Linked DNA regions of Ovis aries: region 1 is linked to region 2. The links are chromatin contacts, called in public Hi-C maps. All regions are on one chromosome and are shown on one strand. The core of a region is the stretch at or near the end of the contact, and the rest is flanking DNA. Distances in the headings are between cores, read along the strand shown. Region 1 holds the start of ADIPOQ (adiponectin, C1Q and collagen domain containing). Region 2 has its middle 27 kb from the start of RTP1.

Region 1 (5,513 bases), core at 2,828-5,327, 290 kb after region 2:
AGTTCCGGATGGAAAAATCATCAATTGATAGCAATTGAAAGTCAGTGCAGAGATGCTGAACTTTCAAACAATGTATTTTAAAACTATGTGTGCTCCCTAGTTAAATATAGCAATTATTACATTTTGATTTTGAAAGACCTCTCTTTCTAAAGAGGAAAACATAACTAAATAAAACTGTAATCTAAGACTAAGTTCTAAGACTCAATTGCACCTATAAAGAAATCATTTACATGAGTCATGAAGCTAATCTTAATACCACTTATAATTCTTTGTCTTTGTAGAATGCCACTTCTAAAGTCCTCACCTCACTTAATATCTCACTTAATTTTCACAACCATTTTGAGAGACAGGATGAGGTAAAATAGAGAGCACATGTTCTCTGACCTCAGTGCTTGGGTGAAAATAAGTTGTTCTTCCTTGTAACATGTTTCAGGCATATGTTTGGCAAAATGAAGAAAAAAAATTTAACCTAAGAAAAGAATAAAATAAAAGGTAAAATCCACATAAAGTATATAGAACAGTGCCTGGCACATGTCAGTGCTCAATAAATGTTATCAATGACTATACCCATTCTAGAGATGATAAAAGTGTTTCCAGGAAGTTAAGTGACTTGTTCAAGATCCCAGAGATGTTGAACAGCTGAGCTGGAAATCAAACTGTGATCTTCTGAAGCATAATGCTGGACACTTAGGCATAGTCCAAAGAAGGAAAACAGCACCAAGGTCACACATTTGCCTGCTAGTATTCCACTCCATTGGATGGGGGATAGAAGAGACAATAGTGTGAAGAAACCCCAGGTCATGATCCAGTGACCTGACTTCTAATCTGAGCTCCATCATTAACTCACCGGGTGACTTACCTTCTCAACCCACCTCCCAGATTTCATGTTCTTTGCAAGCAAAGCTGGTTTATTAATGAGTTTATCCTTACCTATTAATAGACTATTTCACAATACTGTTGTGAGAACAGATTCACTTAAAGTATGAATAACTATTTTATAAAATTATAAAGTGTTCCACACAAATAAGTAGTCGTGTCCAACTCTTTGCCACCTATGGACTGTAGCCCACAATGCTCCTCTGTCCATGGGATTCTCCAGACAAGAATACTGGAGTGGGTTACCATACCCTCCTCCAGGGATATAAGTAAAGAGATGCAAGCAAATATTTATGGAGCACTTGCTGTGGACCACCCTTTGTACATCCACTCCCCTTTAATCTCATTTCACCCTCACGACTACTCCAGGGAGTCAGGACTCAGTTCCAAGAGAAAGCTGAGGACCAGAGAAGTTTAGCAACTTCTGCTCGAGGATAAGAAGTATTGGCCAAAAATTTCATTGGAGTTTTTCCATAAATCTAAATGAACTTTTTGCCAACCCAATGGAAGTGTGGAGAGGTGCATGTTGAAATCCAAAGCCTGGGTTCTTCCTACTGCACTAGCTTTCATGGCGCACTGTATACAGGTATGGATAAGCTTGCTTTCAAAAATTATACAAGGGGGTGGGCCATGATGCTCTCTGAATCCTAAAGGTCCATATTACAGTCCCTCATTTTCATTTAATAGTAAGAGAAATTCCACTTTGACCTGCTGGAATTTCAGCAACAGCAGCAGAATCTTGTGAAATGCAAGGAGTCTCCTCTGGGACTGGTAGGAGACAGAGTAAGATGGGGGAGAGAGGTCACCAAAGCCAACGCCAACTCCAACAGGAAAGGGCGTTAAAGCACAGATCGCAGAATCCAACAAAACTGAAAGGGACCCCAGAAACCATCTCACCCCTGCCCTGCTTGTATAAATGGGAGGCTAAGGGGGAGGAAGATCCCCCTTAGATTGTTAGATCCTCAAAGGATTTCCCTGGTGGCTCAGACAGTAAAGTGTCTGCCTACAATGTGGGAGACCCAGGTTCAATCCCTGGGTCAGGAAGATCCTCTGGAGAAGGAAATGGCAACCCACTCCAGTATTCTTGCCTGGAAAATCCCATGGACGGAGGAGCGTGGTAGGCTACAGCCCATGGGGTTGCAGAGAGTTGGACATGACTGAGCGACTTCACTTTCTTTCACTTTCATAGAAACCAGCTCCCACAGTAACACCTCCCATCACTATGCCATTTGTTATTTGTTTCAATCTTAACTCCATGAAGCAAGGAAAGTATTCCCAACTTCAGAGATGCGGAAACCGAGAGATTAAGGAGAAGATCCCTGAGAGATGCCATCACATTACGACTGCCTCAAAAAAGGCTTCTCAGACTCAGTTTCTCAATCTTCTAAATGAGTTCATGTAAGATAAGGAACATGAGAACACTTTGAAGTTGGCAAGAGTACTTTGCAGTATAAATTGCATAAGCCAGTTTTAAACTATATTTCATTTAATCTTCCTCATTAGCACTGTTTTTGACTCCACTATACAGAGGAATCAGAGGTTGAAGAGACCAAGATGCTGGCTTAAGAGCATGCAACTCTTGGGCTGAATGAAATGAGATTGCTGTCTTTAAAGGTTAAAAAATGGTAGAATATTGGCAATTTTACCTGGCACAATCTAATGATAAATGGCAGAGCCAAAAATCAGCTAGGCTCTGCCTGGCACCCAGGAGGATGACCTGAAAGCTGTCACTCAGCATCCTCATGCCCGCCCCTGCCTCAACACACACACACTCATACACACATACACGCTCATCTCTCTCTCTCTTTCACACACACACAGTTTGGGACCAGTCTCTCCACATGAAGGAATGCCTAATTAAACATTCTAGTCTCCAAATCTTTTACCTCCCAACCTCAGCCAAGGGTCTGCAGTCCCTGGCCCCCCAGGTCGACAGGGAGTAAGAAGGAAGTCTGTCCCCACAGCCACCTTAGAAAGCACAAGAAGCCAGTCCTCCGGCCCTCCTTACAAATCCTCAAGAATGAAGGGAGGGAGGCAACAGGAACAGCCAATTACGCTTCAGGCTCCCTTCCCACCGCTCACCTTCAACAACAAAGCTGACACCCTCATGCTCCTTTGGACATATTCTGCTAGCATCAAGTCCCCCCTGTCCCAGCCTTGTCGGGAGGAGCTGACCTTACCCCCTAAGAACAGGAATCCCCAGCAGTGAGATGGTTGCACCCCTCCTGAGGCTTGATCTGAACACCAGAGTCTCCCCAGACCAGGGACCTGCATCCTCAGACACGCAGGCCAGCCTGACCTCTAAAATCCCTTCCACTCCAGCCTCTGCATCAATGGCCGGAAACAGCCAGGATGCCTCAAGCGCAGCACTCCCCAGGGCAGGCGGGATTGGGCTTGGCAAAGGCCGGACAGATCGTGGCTTCTGTCAGGAGGTGTCTGCTACAAAAAAGATTTTTCATAAGTTCCCAGTAGATGCCAGGCTGCTTGCTCACCTTACCTCTTTTGAACTTCTCCATCATCCTGTGAGATATCCCCACAATGGTGTAGATAGCCATGTGTTTACAGACATCCCCCAAAATCTACAGATAATGATCGTGTCTCATCCATCTTTGTATCTCACAAACCGCACCCAGGGTCTGGCCTGTAAAATCTGCTCAATAAATACTGCTGAGCAGACTCCAGTGGCAGAGTTGGGCTCCAAACTCAGTCTGAGGTCAGAGCTCAGGCATTCCCCAAGCTGCTTCTTCATGTGCTTCTTTCTCTGCCCTACTTGGTCAGCTGAGAAGTGATGTATCATCTTCTCCTCTCATATAATTGAACTTTATTGCTGGACCATCCCCCCCACTTCACTGACCCCAACCTTTTCTTTGGTTAAGCTCCTTTACCACAGAGTGAACTGGACAAAATTCAGGATGGTCCCCGACATTTTGACCAGAAGCAACAGTCCCTTTTCTCTTGGAGCTCTAGGAAAATCGAGGCAGAAGCCCAAGGCTTGTCAGCCTCCACCAGTGCTGGCCTGACCAGGGTTTTGCCTGTATCTCTCCCCACCCTGCTACCAGGGTAGCCTGGGCACAGCCCAGCCAAAGGCTCCATGGTAAGGAGCCTTCACCTCCAGCCTAGAAATTGAATCAGTCATCCTTACCCTCAGGTGTGGAATCAGAGCCACAGACTTCGGTCAGTGTGGAAGTAAGAGGCGATGGCCTGGCCTCAGTGGCCCGGTACTCATGGGGGTAAGCAGACCCCGCCTCACCACTGTCCCTTCCCATTGGCCAGCACAGTGAGAACCAGAGACCAATGGGTAGACACAGCCCCTGGCAGCTCCCTTGGGTTGCCACCCGAGGGAACCTGGTGCAACCCAATTCGGGCTTAGGATGCCAAGTAGAGCTGCAGGCATCACACTTATGTCTCCAGGCTTTGGCCTTTATTTTTGCCTCTTACAACAGCAACAGAAGATGGGACCAAGGGTCAAGATCAGAAGCAGGAAAACAAAGTCTTTCTTTATGTAAAATGAATTGCCTGGTGATCTGGGGCACAAGTTACCACCATCAGCTCCCACTCACTCTACATGACAGGGAACCACAGTATAGCAAGAAATACAATACATCCTTTCCTCTCTGGACTGAACCCCAGACTGGGGAAAGATTTTGCATGTTAATTTTGAGGACTGAGGTGAGGGAACATTTCTGGGGTGGTGTGAAGCAGAGCCAGATTACGATTATTAAAGGCCCTGGATTTCAAATGATTTTGAAGCTCCCACCTGTATGTGATTCAAATTCAATATATTAGAAAATATATACTAACTAGGAGAGATTGGGCTTCTCAGGTGGTGCAAGTGGTAAAGAACCACTTTATGCCAATACAGAAGACACAAGAGACGTGGGCTCAGTCCCTGGGTCAGGAAGATCTCCCGGAGGAGGGCATGGCAATTCACCCCGTTATTCTTGCCAGTAGAATCCCACAGACAGAAGAGCCTTGTGGGCTACAGTTCATAGGGTCGTGAAGAGTACGACACGACTGAAGCAGTTTAGCACATACAGGGGAGATTAGCATCTTTCATGGATTTTCTGGCTCCAAAATTCTGGGTAAGCTTTTGAAAACTAACTTTTCACATGTGTGTGAGTCCCCATTTTGCCAGCGCCTAAGCCTGTACCCCACCTACTGGGGAACCCTCCCCTGGGTTGGGAGCAGCCTGGAGTGGTGCTAAGGCACACAGGTATTCCTAGAGGGCTTAAAGTGTCAGTGTTCATCACCTCAAACTCTGTCTTGGCAAAGCCACATTCTGTTTTTGAAGGACAGGATCAGCGCCACTTCCTGCAAGCTACAAATTCTGATACATTAAATTATGACCCCAGCAAGGGCTCAGGATTCCAGCAATAATTTCTGCAGACATTCAGTCCTCAGGCAGAGGGTGGGCAAGTATTTGCCTGCCCCTAAATACCACCTCTGCTGACCACATAGAGCCTAAAAGCCCCCAGCAAAGTAAAGTGAAAGTCTGATCTAAGTCTTGTGCTGTGCTGTGCTCAGGCACTTCAGTCACGTCCAATTCTTTGAAACCCCATGGACTATAGCCCACCAGGCTCCTCTGTCTGTGGAATTCTCCAGGCAAGAATACTGGAGTGGGTTGCCATGTCCTCCTC
Region 2 (5,234 bases), core at 2,429-4,928:
AAAATTCTTCCCCCTCAGGGAAAAAAACAGGATAAGGTGAATCAATCATGAAAAGAAATACAACCAGGTGTTATGTGCCTCTTGATATAATGCTGGAAGAATTGTACAATACTAATCATGAAATATTCATGTCAGAAAACTAAATCTGAATCTAATCAGGCCTCTACTCTAATCAGAAATTCTTAATTTTGTTGGGTGTCGTATGTTATTGCGGACTTCCCTGGAGGCTCAGCTGGTAAAGAATCCACCTGCAATGTGGGAGACCTAAGTTCAATCTCTGGCTTGGGATCCCCTGAAGAAGGGAAAAGCTACCCACTACAGTATTCTGGCCTGGGAGAATTCCATGGACTGTATAGTCCATGGGGTCACAAAGAGTCAGACATGACTGAGCGACTTTCACTTCACTTCATATGTCATTGTGTATTTTTAAGAACCTGTCCAAACTTTTTAGAGATACGTACTGAACTACGTAAGCTCGAAATGACAAGGTCCTTGGGACTTGCTTCAAAATTCTCCAAGCATGAACCGAAAGAAAAAGGAACCAAGAATGCAAACATGGCAAAACCTTGATAACTTTAGTCTGGGGGGTGGATATTGTTGCTGCTGATCACTTTAGTCTCGGGGATAGATATGTGGAAGCTTATTATACTATTCTCTGTACTCTAGAGTACATTTGGAAATTTCATACTGAAACATTTTTTTAAATTAGGAAATACGAAAGAGAGGGTAAAGAGAGCAAACTGAAAGATGGATACAGGACTGGAGTTGGTGCACAAATGGATCCCATGTACTCCTACACACTCCATATAATCTTGGCTCAAGGTTTGTAGCCAACAATGTGAAAAGGGCAACAGAATAAGATGATTCACCACATCTACATAGCAGAAACAAATGAGGTGTTCAGGCAGAGCACCCGCCCTGATGCTGAGTCCTAAGCAAATCCTCTCCTATGGGTCTTCATTAAGGAGCCACTGAGAGGTGCATGAAGAGCACCGTCCTCAACAACATGTTCAAAACAAACCCAGGAAAGCTTCCCTGGGGCTGTACTGACCTCCCCCGCTGCACTTCACTTCACCACTGAGCTCTCATAGTTCTGTGAGATGGTGACCCTCAGAAATGCCTAGAGCTCAGGCCAAGGAAGCAGTGAAGACATTATCACCCACTCACACTCTGTTTTCTCTAAAACGTTCTGGACTGAGGATGGCTCTCTGCTCTTCCTCTTTGGGAAATCTCTATGGAGGTGGGAGTTAGCCCTTTGTATCAGTAACACTCTTGGAGTGAAAAAATAAGAACTGGGTTATAAGAAGCCTCCTCAAGGGCTCCAAGCTATTGATTTTTCAATGGTTTCCAAACTGAGCCCTGTTTGAAACATTCTAAACATGCTCTTTTACCTGGAATAACGTGTCCAGCCATATTTTCTATCTTTAAAATTGCAATTAACGTTCTGTCTCTTAAGAGATACTACAAAATTCAAATCTAAGTGGACAAATTTTCACCAAACTTGAATGCTGTATTTGAAATGAATGTGAATGTGAAGTCCCTCAGTCATGTGTGACTCTTTGTGACCCCATGGACTGTAGCCTATCAGGCTCCTCAGTCCATGGAATTTTCCAGGCAAGAGTACTGGAGTGGATTTCCTTCTCCACGGGATCTTCCCATAGTTTGATCTAAATTAGAGACTGTGTGGTATGTATAACAGTTATTAAGGTCGCTGAGTGACAGCGGAAAGAAACAATTATCTTTCAGGATGGCTGAAACAGAAATATGATAAAAAGTCATGATGAACACTAATCTGGAGAAGCACGCTGTGTACACAAAGACTTTGCACAGAGAAAACATTCATGTCACTCAGAAACACGACAGTAATTTGGAAGCAAAGATGTATTTACTTCAGTATTACTGATGATGTTTCCAGGAAAAGCTGGGCAGGTCAGTCAGATCCAAACTCTTCACTTCCGGAATATGCAAGCCCACAACGTGCCTTTGATTGTGCTCTTCTCCCCCTCACCCCGCCCTGAGTTTTTCTTTCAATGAAGACGTTGGCATCCTGAGAGGGCAAGTGACTAACCAAGGTCACAGACCCTGTACAGGGCAGAACTGGGATTCAAAGCCTAGATCACCTAACCCTGAGAACATCTCTGTTTGTGCAAAATCACAGTGATTCTGGAAGGAGAGGGCTTGGAGCAGAATGAAGACAGGGTGAGAAATACTGTGCAAGGCAGAAGAAGAGTTGAAGGGCATCTCCTGTTTTGCCAAGTTCCACATTACAAAAAAGCCTCGGCGGCATTCCCTGTGAGCCAGGATCAAGGATGCTTCCTGAGGCGGTAGCAATGAGGGTTGAAGAGTATCACAGGGTTACTCCCCCTCCCTAAGGTGACCCAGTGATGTCACCTCCCTCGTCCACCTTTTCCGCCTATCAATTCTTGAGTTCACCTGTCTTTGGCATTCTGCTAGGATGGACAGGATGGAGTTGATGTGTTGGAGCTTGGATATATCTGCCCCCATAATACTGACTCAGAGTTTTCCTAGTCTCTGTAGTGGGCTGGGGGCTCTGGAGGACGGAGAGGGAAGCCTAGGCAACCTCCATTTGTCTGCTTTCCAAAGACTACAGCCAAGTCTTCTCTGGTGCCAGTCAGGCTTTCCGAGAACTCCTTCCTGCCCCCTCCATACACCGAGGACTCCCTCTTTCATGGTTTCCAGACATGGCCCCTCTGCTCTTTAGCTGTTTAGTGTCTTGCTCAGCAACTTGCAATCTGTCCTGTAGCTGGGCCCCGTCACTCACCAACTGGACATTCAGTCCTGCCTCTGCTTCTAGGATCAATCTTTCGCCCTTTTGGGGGCAGGGAAAGTTTGGGCAGTAGATTTATAGAGGCTTCTATATTACTTCAAGTAAAAGAAATTCTAAGTCAAATAGTATAAACAATTAAAGGAATCTGCTTAAAAGTCAACCTATCAGGGACAGGTTGAGTTCCAAGAAGCCTTGACCAAGTGGCTCAACAGAATCATTGAAATCCATTTAATTCTGTTTCCACCTTTCATCTTTCTGTTCTAACTTTTTGAGACAGGAACTTAAACTAAGTCTGGCTTCCCTGGTAGTTGCAAGATGGCTGTCAACATGAGCCAGACAATATATGTTTTCTCTTTTCACGTCCAGTGGAAGAAGAAAAGCTTATTTCTCCTAATCTTGAAATAATGGTATCCTGCCCCTCACCTTTGATTAGACCAGCCAAGGCAATCACTTATTGGTCCAACCACTGTGCACAGGGGCTGAAATTGCATCACTGGTCTGGCCCAGTCATGGCCCACACTGGAGCTATGAAAGGTAAGAGATGTCAACCCGGCTTGAACAGCGTGACTGCAGTCAAAAAGGGAATGGAGGGATGCTAATATACATATACACAACATAATAGTGGCTCAGTCATGTCGACTCTTTGTGACCCCATGGACTACAGTCCCGCCAGGCTTCTCTGTCCATGGAATGCTCCAGGCAAGAATACTAGAGTGGATAGCCATTTCCTTCTCCAGAGCATCTTCCTGATCCAGGAATTGAACCCATGTCTCCTGCATTACAGGCAGATTCTTATACAATACATACAACAGTCTTCACAGTTGGTTAGGCCACAGTCAAGTCTTTCCCTTTTATCTCCAACCTTTGTTCCAGAGTCAACCCCAATACTATGGGCCTTTGTATTCTCTGGCTGCAAGACCAGAATTCTCCAGGCTATTTACTCCTAGGGCTGAGATTTGTAGTTCAGTGGTGCTGCCAGTAGGGGGGGTTGTTATGCCTTCCTCTCACCTTACTTTCCAGAATTACAAACACATCAGTAACTACATGGGTCTGCTAAAAAATGATGACTTCCCTGATAAAAAAAAAGTTAGAGCAGCTTTTAAAAATAAAGAATTCAACAGTTAAACTGTAAAAAAAAAAGTTACATTAAATAGGTTAGAAATAGGCAGTTAAAGAGAAACTAAGAATGAAAAAGTAAGAGGAAACAAATATATAAGGTTATTAAATTTGTGTTGTTTTAAAGGAGATCATGTACAAAATCTCAGCCACTGATTGGTACGCCCTCTTGATCCACACCATCACCATGGTGAAGTCACATATCTAGCTGTCTTCTGCTAATGCCTAATCTAGGGAGACTTTGTGTTTCTACTCCACTTTTACACCACTTAAATGCAAAAGGGATTTCTTCAAAATGTTTCCGTTGTTTTCCTGTCAGCAAACCATGAAAGCTTTTTTTTTTAGCTTTTTTTCTTTGCTGACCTGTAGTGTAACATATAAATTCACAAGACACAGAAGCCTTCTGAAATGTTCGTTAATCTTTATAAACTCAACTTCTTATGAGCATGGATTGAATTTCTTAAAAACTTCTTGAATGTCTTCACACAATGTCTCATCTCTCCCTCTAGTCTTAATTCTTTCCAATCAAGCTTCCTACTAAGCATCCATCAGCCCTACTAAGGTCATTCTTTACCACAGTCACCAGTGACTTCCTCCCAGAAAATCAGTTGTCAATTCTCAATTCTCATTTTACTTGACCTTTCAATAGCATTTTTAGGGGTGAAGGGGAGGGCAGTTTATGCTTTCCTTTTTTTAACCACTGTTAGAAATTGGCTTCTGGGATACTAAACGCTCTTGCTTTTCCTTCTTCCTCGCTGCCCATTCCTGCGCAGTTTCCTTTACTGGCCCCACCTTTCTTCCAGCTGTCTGAATGTTCAGTGTCCCAGAGTTTAGTCCTCAGCCATGTTTTCTTCTCCTCTCACTCCTTAGTAATCTCATTCAGCCCCACAACGGTTCCCACATGTATGCCTCTAGTCCCCGTCTCTATCCAAGACTTATGTGCCACCCATCTCCTGGACATGTCCCCTTGGATGTGTAATTGAAGGAGGAAACAGAACAGGCTCTGTCTTGAAAGCAGGACTCCTTCTTGGGCCAGACTGTGGACTTTGAGCTATATGCCCAGTACCTATGGAAACGACATACCAACTGGAAAACCAGGCCCCCGGAAGGAAGAGCCCCAGGGCTCTCCCTCGCCTAAAAGAATACCCTAAGTATCTGTGTAACCGAATAGAATCATACATTCTATTATGCTTATTGGGGTATGACCAGAGGCCTATTGATAATTGTCCAGTGTTAACTATCTAGGCTTAAAGCATATGATCATGGTTTAACTTTGATTGTATCTTTCTTTTTCCTTTGTTCAGACGAGTTTCAGGGAACCTTATACACT

Evidence for each region. A called contact is a pair of places that touch in the nucleus more often than the background predicts.
Region 1: a contact with region 2 is called in a Hi-C map of tail adipose tissue, with 10 times the contacts expected there. The contact joins the promoter of ADIPOQ here to the enhancer-like site in region 2. A contact is called at or near these places in 15 of 16 Hi-C or Micro-C datasets (blood, hypothalamus, liver and 7 more).

The regions. Positions count from the first base shown.
Region 1 is chr1:201,198,193-201,203,705 of ARS-UI_Ramb_v3.0, forward strand. ADIPOQ (adiponectin, C1Q and collagen domain containing) reads right to left here and starts at 4,078. Exons shown (of 3, transcript NM_001308565.1): 1 at 4,019-4,078.
Region 2 is chr1:200,904,788-200,910,021 of ARS-UI_Ramb_v3.0, forward strand. No RefSeq gene overlaps it. Among named protein-coding and RNA genes, the nearest start is that of RTP1, 27 kb to the left of the region's middle. Within about 2 kb of position 3,679, at least 3 of the 54 cell types and tissues checked have an H3K27ac peak or open chromatin away from gene starts, as enhancers often do.